Linked DNA regions of Pan troglodytes: region 2 is linked to region 1. A link is a contact called in public HiChIP or PLAC-seq data. All regions are on one chromosome and are shown on one strand. Each heading gives the region's core, a stretch centred on a gene start, on an enhancer-like site or on the middle of the called end of the contact. The rest is flanking DNA. Distances are from core to core; before and after follow the strand shown.

Region 1 (5,888 bases), core at 2,287-4,786:
CACCTTCAAGTTGCTTAGTTCCCCTAAGAGTCAGTAGAGGTCACTACAGCTCCACAGGTTCAGCTCCAGTATGAAGCAAAGGCACACTTTTTTTTTTTTTTTTTTTTTTTTTTTTAAGGCGTTGAGGGTCAGATCTGTCTAGCTTACCAAAGATTTGAACTGCTAGGCACTTCCTTGATGTTTATTGTTCACTAAACAGAGCCTCTCAGAGATTGAGAGAAGCCAGACACTTAGTTCACAAGGCTATTATATTAAAAAATAAGAGATAAAGCCAACAAATATTTATTGAGTACATACTATACAGTAACACTGCTGTTGGCCCTGGAGATAAAACAGTCACAGGTCAGCCCTTGCTCCCATAGGGCTTACACTCCAGTGGGGACACCCACAAAGCATGAAAATAAAAGCAGTAAAAATAAAACAGGGCATTATGTTACAGAGGGGTGGAGGAAAAGGCTCTACTACGTTGAAGGCAGAAAAAGGCCTCCCAAAAGAGGGAGCATTTAAGCTGAGATGTAAGGACAGGAAAATGCCAAAATAGGGTTACAAAAATTGAGGTTTATACCCCCATAAGTGTATAATTATGATTTGTCAATCAAAAATATTTATATTTTAAAAAGATTGGAGGCCTCTAAAAAATTGAGGTTAATAATAAGTTCACATTTTTAACTAAGAGAAAAATGTTACATAGTAGGTTAGGATTTCTTTAGCAATAGAATGTTACTTTAGAACTTTGGGGCCGGGCGTGCTGGCTCACGCCTGTAATCCCAGCACTTTGGGAGGCCGAGGCAGGCGGATCATGAGGTCAGGAGATCGAGACCATCCTGGCTAACACGGTGAAACCCCATCTCTACTAAAAATACAAAAAAATTAGCCAGGCGTGGTGGCGGGTGCCTGTAGTCCCAGCTACTTGGGAGGCTGAGGCAGGAGAATGGCGTGAACCCAGGAGGCAGAGCTTGCAGTGAGCCCAGATCACACCACTGCACTCCAGTCTGGGCAACAGAGCAAGACTCCATCTCAAAAAAAAAAAAAAAAAAAAACAACTTTGGATAAAATAATCTATCAGTCATACCTATTATGCTTTAAATATTCTACCTACAGATGGTGGTATCCTAAAGAGTGTAGGATCTAGACCAATGGTACTTAAATTTTCACATGCGCACACATCACCTGGGATTGTTAAAATGCCAGAGTCTGGCCCGGCGCGGTGGCTCACTCCTATAATCCCAGCACTTTGGGAGGCCAAGGTGGGCGCATCACCTGAGGTCAGGAGTTTTGAGACCAGCCTGACAAACATGGTGAAACCCCATCTCTACTAAAAATACAAAAATTAGCCAGGTGTGGTGGCAGGCGCCTGTAATCCCAGCTACTCCGGAGGATGAGGCAGGAGAATCGCTTGAACCTGGGAGGCGGAGGCTGCAGTGAGCCGAGATCACGCCACTGCACTCCAGCCTGGGCGACACAGTGAGACTCTGGCTCAAAACAAAAACAAAAAACCAAAAAACCCTGCCAGAGTCTGATTCAGGAAGTCTGGAGTGGGATCCTAGAGTGAGACTGTGCACTTCCGTTGACAGTACACCAACACTGCTGGTCCTTGACTATGACTTTATGGTCATAAGATACTTACAGGATTCTAAAATAGAATACATGGCATATATACAACAGGTGATGTCCCATTATGGGACACAAATTTTAAAGACACTTAAAATTGTATAAGTATCTTTTCAGTAGCGCTAGTGTGTTCCCGTGACTGTAAAGATAACACAGATAATAGCAAAAGTTTGAAATATGATGCCTTTCAAATGGCTCTCCCTTCCTACTTTGATAGGCTCTAATTAGGTGCCTCACATAAATGCCCTTTGGAATTTCTGATACCTGCCCTAGCAGGTTGAAGGGAGATTCTGAAATGAAGCAAGGCTCCTAATCATAGTCACAGGCAGGGAGCCATCTCAATTTCTGGAACACAGAACTGGGAGTGGGGAGACAGCAGGCATACCAGCACCCTTACATGCCAGAGAAGTGAGATTAACATGACGCGAAAATTAGCCTCTTCTCTCCCGTTCCATCTTAAAAAAAAAAAAAAATTCAAACCATTGACAAAGAATTGCTAAAATGGGACCTGTTGCTCCCACACACCAGAGCCACCCTGGACAAAAGCCAAAGTCCCAGCTAAGAAAACAGTCTGTCTTCTTCCCACGGTAACGTAGGCTTTGTTTATATCATCCCTTGGCCACTCCATCCTGAAAATGTAAGACTGGCACAGTCAGTAGATGGGGGCGAGTTCGTCTAGGAGCCTCCCCAACTCAGCATCAACACCTCCCTGGGCGTTCCCTCCTGCCTTCGGCTCATCTCTCTCATCACATGCCAATCCTGGGATCTGAGAGAGAGTAGTCTTGACATCAGCCCCCGCGAGGCTGCAGCTCCCACCTTCCTTCGGCTGTAGCTTCCGAGTTCCTCGGTTACAACGTGCAACGGGTCAGGTGGCCAATGTCCTTGATCTCCGGACAGTAGAGCACTGGGGGAAAGAAGAAGGGTTAGTGGCAGCAGGAGCATGCCAACGAACCTCGGTATTCCTCGGCGCTCTCTCCCCTGCTTCCTCCCCGGGCAGCCCCTCACCGTTGCTAGGCAGCGGACGCCGCCAGCGCCGCGCAGGCGCCAGGACCCTGTCCCAGAGCCGCCGGAGCGCGCGCCACCCAGCACTCCTAGGCCCCGCCCCCTTCTCGCTCTCCCCTTCTTCCTCTGCCTCTCTGTCAGCGTCGCTGCTTTCCTTGGCCGGGTTCCCAGCCTCATCTCGTTCGCACTTGGCCCGCGCTTTTTCCTCCAATCGCGACCACAAGTCCGAGTCAAGAGCCATCTCCGTGAGGCCGCCGCGAGGGAGCTGCGAGGGCGCGCGGCAGAAGGGGCACGTGACCACGCGGCGCAGGCGCACCACGCGCGCGGCCGCCCCGCCGCCGTCCCCGCGCGCCGCCAGCTCGCGGAGGCAGGCGGTGCAGATCGTGTGGCCGCAGCGGGCGCGCGCCGTTCCGGGCAGGCGGCGGGGCGCGCGGCACCCGAGGTTGAAAGGACGGTAGCAGATGTTGCAGTCCAGCTCGCCCCGCTCCGGAAGAGAGGGTACCCTCACCAAGAGCTGCATCGTGCCCGCCGCGGACTCGAGGACGTCGCTAACGCGGCCAGCTCCGTGAACAGAACGAGCAGATTCTCCTGGGGCCGGGTCGGGTCCTGGGGCCGGCGCCGCGGCCTCTTTCCCCTTTAAATAGGGGAATAAGTGAGGCCCCACCCTTCGAAGCGTCACGCCTTGATCGGGCCGCTCCCTGTGGCGGCACGTGTGGGGGCGGTGGAGGCTTGAGGCCGGGAATGACAGCGATGATGGAGTCGGGGAGGCGGCCCAGGCCATGCCAGGACCGGAGCCCTGGGGGCCAAAGCACCCATTCCTCCCTACTCCCGGGGGAGCGGGGTGGGGCTTTCCTTCTTCCCCCAACGCAACGCCAGCGCTCCTTAACTCTACCAGGTACAAAGCCCCGGGTCTCTCTCTGCGCCTGAGCCCTCAGTCACTGGCACAAGTCTCTAAAGCCCCCTCCGCCTATTCAGTTGCTCGCAGTTAGTTTCACAATCCCACCCAAACAGTTTCCAAACACGGCCCATTCTGCCCAACCTTTAGTGGTCCCTGGGCCTTTGAATCGATTTTGCCCTCAGTTCTCATTATAGATGACCTCTCTGTGTTGTTTGTAAGGCTGGCTTCCTAAACTTCATTCTCCCCAAACTGCTTAACTCTCAGCTGGTATCTCAGCCTAAGGAGGGACCTAGATTCCAGGACCATGGCTTTAGGAATGCTGGGAATCCTTTCCTTCCGGAGGCCTGGACACCCACACATCGTGATGGCCCCAGCAAAGCTCCCCAGCGTAAGTTCTGACTCAGGGGTCTGACTTCTCCCACTGGTAAACAGGACATGGTACTCACAACCCACATTCCCCTCATGGTGCCACACCCACACACAGCTGCCTCCTCACCCTCCTCTCCTGGACCTGCAGCCCAGGTTCTGTTACGGAGGGTGATAACACAGTCTAGAGCCAGCTGGCTTGAGTTCAGATCCTAGCTTCCACCACTTACTAGTTGTGACACTTTGAGCAAGTTACTTAATTTCTCTGGGCCTTGGTTTCCTAGTTTTAAAAATGTGGATAATAATAATGAGGACTGAATGAACTTATATGTGTAAGGTGCTTCAAATGGTGTCCAGTACACAGTAAAACACCAGGTAAGTACTATATTAGCTACTATTGTTATCCTGTGCCCCCAGCCTATACTGAATTCACATTAACTTCTGAGTACCCAACATTTTCTTTTTTTTCTTTTTTTTTTTTGAGACGGAGTCTTGCTGTGTTGCCCAGGCTGGAGTGCAGTGGCACCATCTCGGCTCACTGCAAGCTCCGCCTCCCGGGTTCATGCCATTCTCCTGCCTCAGCCTCCCGAGTAGCTGGGACTACAGGCGCCCACCACCACGCCCAGCTAATTTTTTGTATTTTTAGTAGAGACGGGGTTTCAATGTGTTAGCCAGGATGGTCTCGATCTCCTGACCTGGTGATCCGCCTGCCTCGGCCTCTCAAAGTGCTGGGATTACAGGCATGAGCCACCGCGCCCGGCCAGTACCCAACATTTTCAACACCCATCCATCTTGACCAATATGTGCATGATGAGCTTCTCCACACCCATGGCATTTACCAGCTATCACAGGCAATGCAAAGCTGGTTTTTTAACCTAAATTGTTAAAACCTAGAGGGTAATCTCTTTTGAGGAGATATACCATCATTTTTAAGCAAACATTTCAGAACTTTTGAATGGTATTGTCTGTGATCATGGGAGAAGCTGTCTACTTATTACAGTGATGCTGTCACAATTCAAAACTTTTTGGTCTTAAAAAAGGACTGGTAGGGCCAGGCATGGTGGCTCTTGCCTGTAATCCCAGCATTTTGGGAGGCCGAGGTGGGTGGATCACTTGAGGTCAGGAGTTCAAGACCAGCCTGGCCAAATGGTGAAACCCCATCTCTACTAAAAATACAAAAGTTAGCCGGGGGTGGTGGCTCACACCTGTAGTCCCAGCTATTTGGGAGGCTGAGGCACGAGAATTGCTTGAACCTGGGAGGTGGAGGTTGCAGTGAGCCGAGATCACGCCACTGCACTCCAGACTGAGCAACAGAATGAGACTCGGTCTCAAAAAAAAAAAAAAAAAAAAAAAAAGGGGGGGGACTGGTAGGTATCTATTGTTAATAAATACATGATGGGCCGAGTGTGGTGGCTTACGCCTGTAATCCCAGCACTTTGGGAGGCTGAGACGGGCAGATTGCCTAAGCTTAGGAGTTCACGACCAGCCTGGGCAACACAGGGAAACCCTGTCTCTACTAAAATACAAAAAATTAGCTGGGCGTGGCGGCGTGCACCTGTAGTCCCAGCTACTCAGGAGGCTGAGGTGGGAGAATTGCTTGAGGCTGAGGTGGGAGAATTGCTTGAACCCAGGAGACAGAGATTGCAGTGAGCTGAGATCGTGCCAGTGTACTGCAGCCTGGGTGACAGGGTGAGACTCTATCTCAAAAAAAAAAAAAACTTTTAATGTGGTGGTAGATTAATGGTGGCCCCAAATTCCTTTGCAATGTGACTTTGCTGCATCTCACATCAAGAATTGGGGTCTCTTTCTCTATCCCTTGAATCTGGGCTGGTCTTGTAACTAGTTTTGACCAATAGATGTGGCAGAAGTGATGTGTGAGTTCTGGAACCTAGTCCTTCAGAGGCCTTGTAGCTTCTGCCTTTGTCCCCTTGGAACACTCCCTGAGACCACCATGTGAGGATGAGGCCACACGGAGGAGCGCCAGCCAACAACCAGACATGCTGGTGAGGCC
Region 2 (5,888 bases), core at 2,036-4,535, 240 kb after region 1:
TTTCAATGGATAAACAAAATTAATAAACTGCTAGCTAGACTCAACAAGAAGAAAAGAGAGGAGACCCAAATAAATAAAATCAGAAATAAAAAATGAAACATTACAACTGTTTCCAGAGACATACAATAATTCATCAGAGACTATTATGAACAACTACACATGAAAAAATTGGAAAACCTAGAGAAAATGGATAACTGGACACATACAACCTACAAATATTGAACCAGGAAGAAACAGAAAACTTGAAAAGACCCATAACGAGTGATGAAATTGAATTAGTGATAAAAAGTCTCCCAAAACAGAAAAGCCCAGGAACAGATGGCTTCACTGCTGAATTCTACCAAACTTATAAAGAAGAAATAATACCAATTTTCTCAAACTATTCCAAAAAAGCTGAAGAGGAAGAAATTCTTTCTAACTCATTCTATAAGGCCAGAATTACCCTGACACCAAAATCAGACAAAAACACAACAAAAAAAGAAAACAGCAGGCCAATATCCTTGATGAACATCGATGCAAAAATCCTCAACTAAATACTAGTAAACAAAATCCAACAGCACATCAAAAGGATAATACACCATGATCAAGTGGGATTTATTCCAGAAATGCAAAGACGGTTCAACATACATAAATCAATAACCGCGGATACATCACATCAGCAGAATGAAGGACAAAAACCACATGATCATCTCAATAGATGCAGAAAAAGCACTTGATAAAATTAAACATCCTTCGTGATAAATATTCTCAACAAATTAGGCATAGAAGAAACATATCTCAACATAATAAACTCCATAAATGACAAACCCACAGCTATCATCATATTGAATGGGGGAATAGAGGAATGCCTTTCTTCTAAGAACTAGAAGAAGGCAAAGATGCCCACTTTCATTACTTATTTATTTATTTATTTATTTGAGATGGAGTTGTGCTCTTGTTGCCCAGGCTGGGGTGCAATGGCGTGATCTCAGCTCACGGCAACTTCTGCCTCTCGGATTCAAGCATTTCTCCTATCTCAGCCTCCCGAGTAGATGGGATTACAGGCATGTGCCACCATGCCTGGCTAATTTTTTTTGTACTTTTAGTAGAAACAGGGTTTCTCCATGTTGGTCAGGCTGGTCTTGAACTCCCGACCTCAGGAGATCCGCCCACCTTGGCCTCCCAAAGTGCTGGGATTACAGGCGTGAGCCACCGCGCCCGGCCCACTTTCATCACTCTTAATCCACATAGTACTGAAGTCTTAGCCAGAGCAACCAGGCAAGAGAAAGAAATAAAAGGCATCCAAATTGGAAAAAAGGAAGTCAGGCCATTGCGAAGGTAGTGAGTTATCTCAATCTCACAGTAAGTTACAGATTGAACTCCTTGTTCTACTCTTTCCCCACTTCTCACTACTGCACTTGAGTAGTCTTAAAAAAAAAAAATCAAATTGCCCCCTTTGAAGATGACATGATACCTAGTATATAGAAAAATCTAAAGATTTCACCAAAAATCTCTTACAACTGATACATTCAGTAAAGTTGCAGGATAAAAAATCATTATACAAAAACTAGCATTTCTGTACACCAATAAGGAATTAGCTGAAAGAGAAATCAAGAAAGCAACCCCACTACCTAGGAAAAAATTTAATCAAGGAGGAAAAAGACCTCTACAATAAAAACTACAAAACACTGATGAAAGAAACTGAAGAGGACACAAACAAATGGAAAGACATCTCATGTTCATGGATTGGTGGATTGGAAGAATTAATATTGTTAAAAATGACCATACTTTTTTTTTTTTTTTTGAGACAAGGTCTCACTCTGTCACCCAGGCTGCAGTGCAGTGGCACAGTCGCAGCTCCCTGCAGCCTTGACCTCCCAGGCTCAAGCAATCCTCCCACCTTGGCTCCCGAATAGGTGGAACTACAGGTACATGCCACCACATCCAGGTACTTTTTATTTTTATTTTTGTAGAGACAGGGTTTCACTTTGCTGCCCAGGCTAGTCTCAAACCCCTAGGCTAAAGCAATCCTGTGGCCTTGGCCTCCCGAAGTGCTGGGATTACAGGCGTGACCACCACGCCCAGCCCTCACGTTCTTATTCCTACGTGGGGGCTAAAAGAGTTGATCTTATAGAGGTAAAAACTAGAATGAGAGCTGAGCGCGGTGGCTCACGCCTGTAATCCCACCACTTTGGGAGGCCGAGGCGGGTGGATCACCTAGGTCGGGAGTTCGAGACCAGCCTGACCAACATGGAGAAACCCCGTCTCTACAAAAATACAAAAATTAGCCGGGTGTGGTGGTGCATGCCTGTAATCCCAGCTACTCTGGGAGGGTGAGGCAGGAGAATCGCTTGAACCCGGGAGGCGGAGGTTGCGGTGAGCCGAGATCGCGCCACTGCACTCCAGCCTGGGCAACAAAAGCGAAACTCCATCTCAAAAACAAACAACAAAACAAAACAAAAACAAGAAAATAAACACACACGCACACGGAGGTGGGGCGGCGGAGTGGCGGCAGGGAGGAGGAGGGGAGAGGTAAGAAACAAATGATAAAACAAATGAAGCAAATTGTTAACAATAGGTGAATCTGAACCAAAGTTTAACGTGCGTTCTTTTGCCCTATTCTTGCAACTTTTCCAAATAAAACGTTTCTTTAAAATCATGTCTAGGGGACCTGGATTCCAAGCCGAGCCCCTTTTCTCACTCGGTGCATGACCCTGAATGAATTCCTTCCTCTCGGTTGGTCTCAGTTTTTCAGCACAGATGGTTCTCTCGGGGTCTGGTAATCAACGTCTCACAACTCTGAGGACGTTTGCAGACAGGGCTTTGGAAGGAAGACGGCCCTTCGTTCCCCCAAAGGGTCTCAGCCTGCCGGTGATTTCACCACGACTTCCTCCAGAGTTCCACCTGTCCTCTTCATCAGCCATAAAGTTGCCCCTACTCATTTTTGCCACCAGCTGGACGCCCACCTCCTCTTTCCCGGAGCCCTAAGGCTCTCCTTCCGGCAGTCTTAGCCTCTGTACAGGATAGGCACGTGCATTTAGCCCCAGGAAACTACAGCCCCCAAAAGGCTTTGCGGCAACATCCTCGCGGTGATCACCAAAGAGAAAAAGCTTTTCTCCACGGGCCCACCGCAGCATAGCCTTTTGGGAGTTGTAGTTCATCTGCTAAGAGCCGCAGAACCAGGGTGAGGTTCTAAGCCACCCTTCCCAGAACTCACAGCGCTCTGCCACACCAATAGGAAGCGTGGATCTTGGAAAGCGGGCAGGGCAGAGGAGCGCATGCGCAGTATGTGTGGTTGGGGAATTCATGTGGAGGTCAGAGTGGAAGCAGGTGAGAATGGAGGGGGCGGCAAAGGCCCGTTTCTGGGCATCTCTGCAGTCCTCCTCTGCTCCATGATGGGCACTTTGGGCGAGGAGAGTGCGTGCGTGAGTCCGACTTGTGAGGGAGGGGAGAAGGGGCTGAGCCCGGGACGAGCCAGGGGTTGCTCAGAGTAAGGGAGGTGTCCATGGAGGCAGGGTGAGGAATAATCCAGAAGCTATTAGAAATGTAAAGGGCCGGGTGTCCCAGCCTCAGAGAAGGAAGATTTAAATGCACTGGACGAGATCAGGGTAGTCTCAGGAGTTGAGGTCTGGGAAGTAGGGAGGGAGGATTTGAGACTGGAGCGGGCAACGACGGTGGGGCGGAGCGTTAGAAAGTTAGATGCTGGCGTGATTTCTAGTTAGGTCAGCTGTGCTTATGCCCACCTAGTTAGGTCAACTGTGCTTATGCCCACCCCGCCTCAGCCCCACCCTCCCAGTTATTCCAGAGCTCACTGTCCCTGTGCAGCTAGTTAGAGCCTTTCTCCCAAATGGGTTCTTCAGTTATCTTGGCCCCAGGATGTCATCCAGCTCCTGCTTCCATAAGAAGCATGTCGTTCTTAATACACGATGTTGACAAGCAGTATGGTGAGGAGGTAAGCTGTGTCTGCTAGCATTAGACCTCTGGGTTCTAATTCTGGTTCTACCACTTAGTAACTGCAATCTCGGCTTCTCATGTAACCTCTCTGTGTGCCTCTGTTTCCTCTGTAGTAATATGCTTCATAGGGTAATTGTGAGAAGTAAATAAATTGCTTTTATTAGGCTACCTGATATAAGTGTTAGCTGTTACGGTTACTTTTTTTGTTGGCATCAACATGTAGCACATTTTTTTTAAGTTATTTTTTCAAACCATAATTGCACCAATCTAACCTCACAGCCTCTTTTTGGGGGCCTACTTGTCCAGGAAATGAGAGGGTGGTTTAGTGTGGTGCTAAGTTTTCTGTGGATTTCAAGCCCATGCATTGTTTTCATTATTGAACCAAGTGTCCCAGACACCTTACTTTAAATGGTTGAGAAAAAAAGAGAAATCAGCCAGGCATGGTAGCTCATGCCTGTAATCCCAACACTTGGGAGGCCGAGGCAGGGGGATCACTTGAGCCCAGGAGTTCGAGACCACCTGGGGCAACGTAGCAAGACCCCATCTCTGCAAAACATGAACAAAATTAGCCGGGCATGGTGGCACACTTCTGTGGTCCCAGCTACTTGGGAGGTTGAGGTGAGAAGATTGCTTGAGCCTGGGAGGTCGAGGCTTCAGTGAGCTGAGATTGCGCCACTGCACTCCAGCCTGGGTGACAGAGCAAGACCCTGTCTCCAAAAAAAAAAAAAAGAAAGAAAGAAAAGAAACTGAAAAAAAAAAAAGCAGAAGAATTGATAGTACACTTTCCAAGCTATAAAGCATTATTTATTAGATATCCTTCAATGGATGATTTAGCACTTTCAGGAATGGGGAAATAAATAGCCAGGTTGAAAAGTGACTGTTGTGTGTCAGAGAGGGCCTTCTCTGAGGATTTGGCATCAAGTTTGATTGTATTTTGTTTTTATCCCCTTAGGTGTGAGAGGGTCCAGCAGAAGGAAACATGGCTGCCAAAGTGTTTGAGTCCATTGGCAAGTTTGGCCTGGCCTTAGCTGTTGCAGGAGGCGTGGTGAACTCTGCCTTATATAATGGTGAGGCATGGAGGGACAGTGGGTCACTGCACTTTCCTAGGAGTTTTCTGTTGGTCTGCATAGCCCATGTGACACTCTTGATGGTAGCTGCTGTCAGTGAATGTGTTTGTGGCCAAGAGGGCTCACCTCCTGCCATTTCATACCATAGGACTGCATTGTTATCAGAGCCCCTGACCTTTCAGTCATAGGTTCTCTCAGAGCCTGTATTCAAAAAGAGCTTCCCAGCCCACTTCCTAGTTGGATGTGTCCAGTGGCTCCTGTCAAGGTGAAGTGAAGCCGCACCACCCAAATGCTGCCGCACAGTGTCTGGATTTCCCTGGCTATCTGAAATGGAGATCTCATTTGTTCTCCTCTGCTTGCATGTGGAATAACAGCAAAGGCTGCAGATCTGTTTGGGTGACCTTGTCCCGAACAGGAGCTTTTGCTGTGCTGAATTCGGGTAGTTTCAGAGAAAGTATCTTTGAGATGCATTGCCCAGCTTTTAACAGTGTAGGAGGGAGGTTAAGCTGGCTTTTCTTCCACTTTACTGTGGAAGCTTCCTCATTGGTCAAGCAATGGATTTGACCTGACTTTATCTGTAGGACCCCCTTTAATTCTGACACTTTCACATGCTGCAAAGCAGCAATAGATTGACCCATCCGGTGTGTGGCTGGCTGACAAGAGGAGCTTTACTTTTAGAGTGAAGATATTTGGACCAATGATAAAGTTCAGAGAGGCAGCTGATTAGAAAAGCCTGCTTGGCTTATATGACACATCTTAGCAATACTGTGATCCTTTTGGCCACATCTGCAACTAGACAGAAATTGCCATCATAAATTTCTCTCTGTGCCAAGACAGCTCTATAACCCCTTAAAACTTTAGCGAAACAGAGCTATTAGGAAGAAAGAG

The links. HiChIP or PLAC-seq counts read pairs in DNA pulled down with a chosen protein or histone mark.
Region 2: an H3K4me3 HiChIP or PLAC-seq map of stem cell-derived excitatory neurons shows a contact between it and region 1, with 6 times the contacts expected there. The contact joins the promoter of PHB1 here to the promoter of RNF227 in region 1. A contact is called at or near these places in 3 of 7 Hi-C or Micro-C datasets (induced pluripotent stem cells and stem cell-derived neural progenitor cells) and 1 of 1 datasets of contacts at active chromatin or transcription factors (stem cell-derived excitatory neurons).

Annotation. Positions count from the first base shown.
Region 1 is chr19:18,428,939-18,434,826 of NHGRI_mPanTro3-v2.0_pri, forward strand. RNF227 (ring finger protein 227) reads right to left here and starts at 3,537. Exons shown (of 2, transcript XM_529924.8): 1 at 2,617-3,537; 2 at 267-2,515. The coding sequence starts at 3,394. The coding sequence ends at 2,460.
Region 2 is chr19:18,667,230-18,673,117 of NHGRI_mPanTro3-v2.0_pri, forward strand. It overlaps PHB1 (prohibitin 1), which reads left to right and starts at 3,286. Exons shown (of 7, transcript NM_001246403.1): 1 at 3,286-3,309; 2 at 4,886-5,000. The coding sequence starts at 4,913.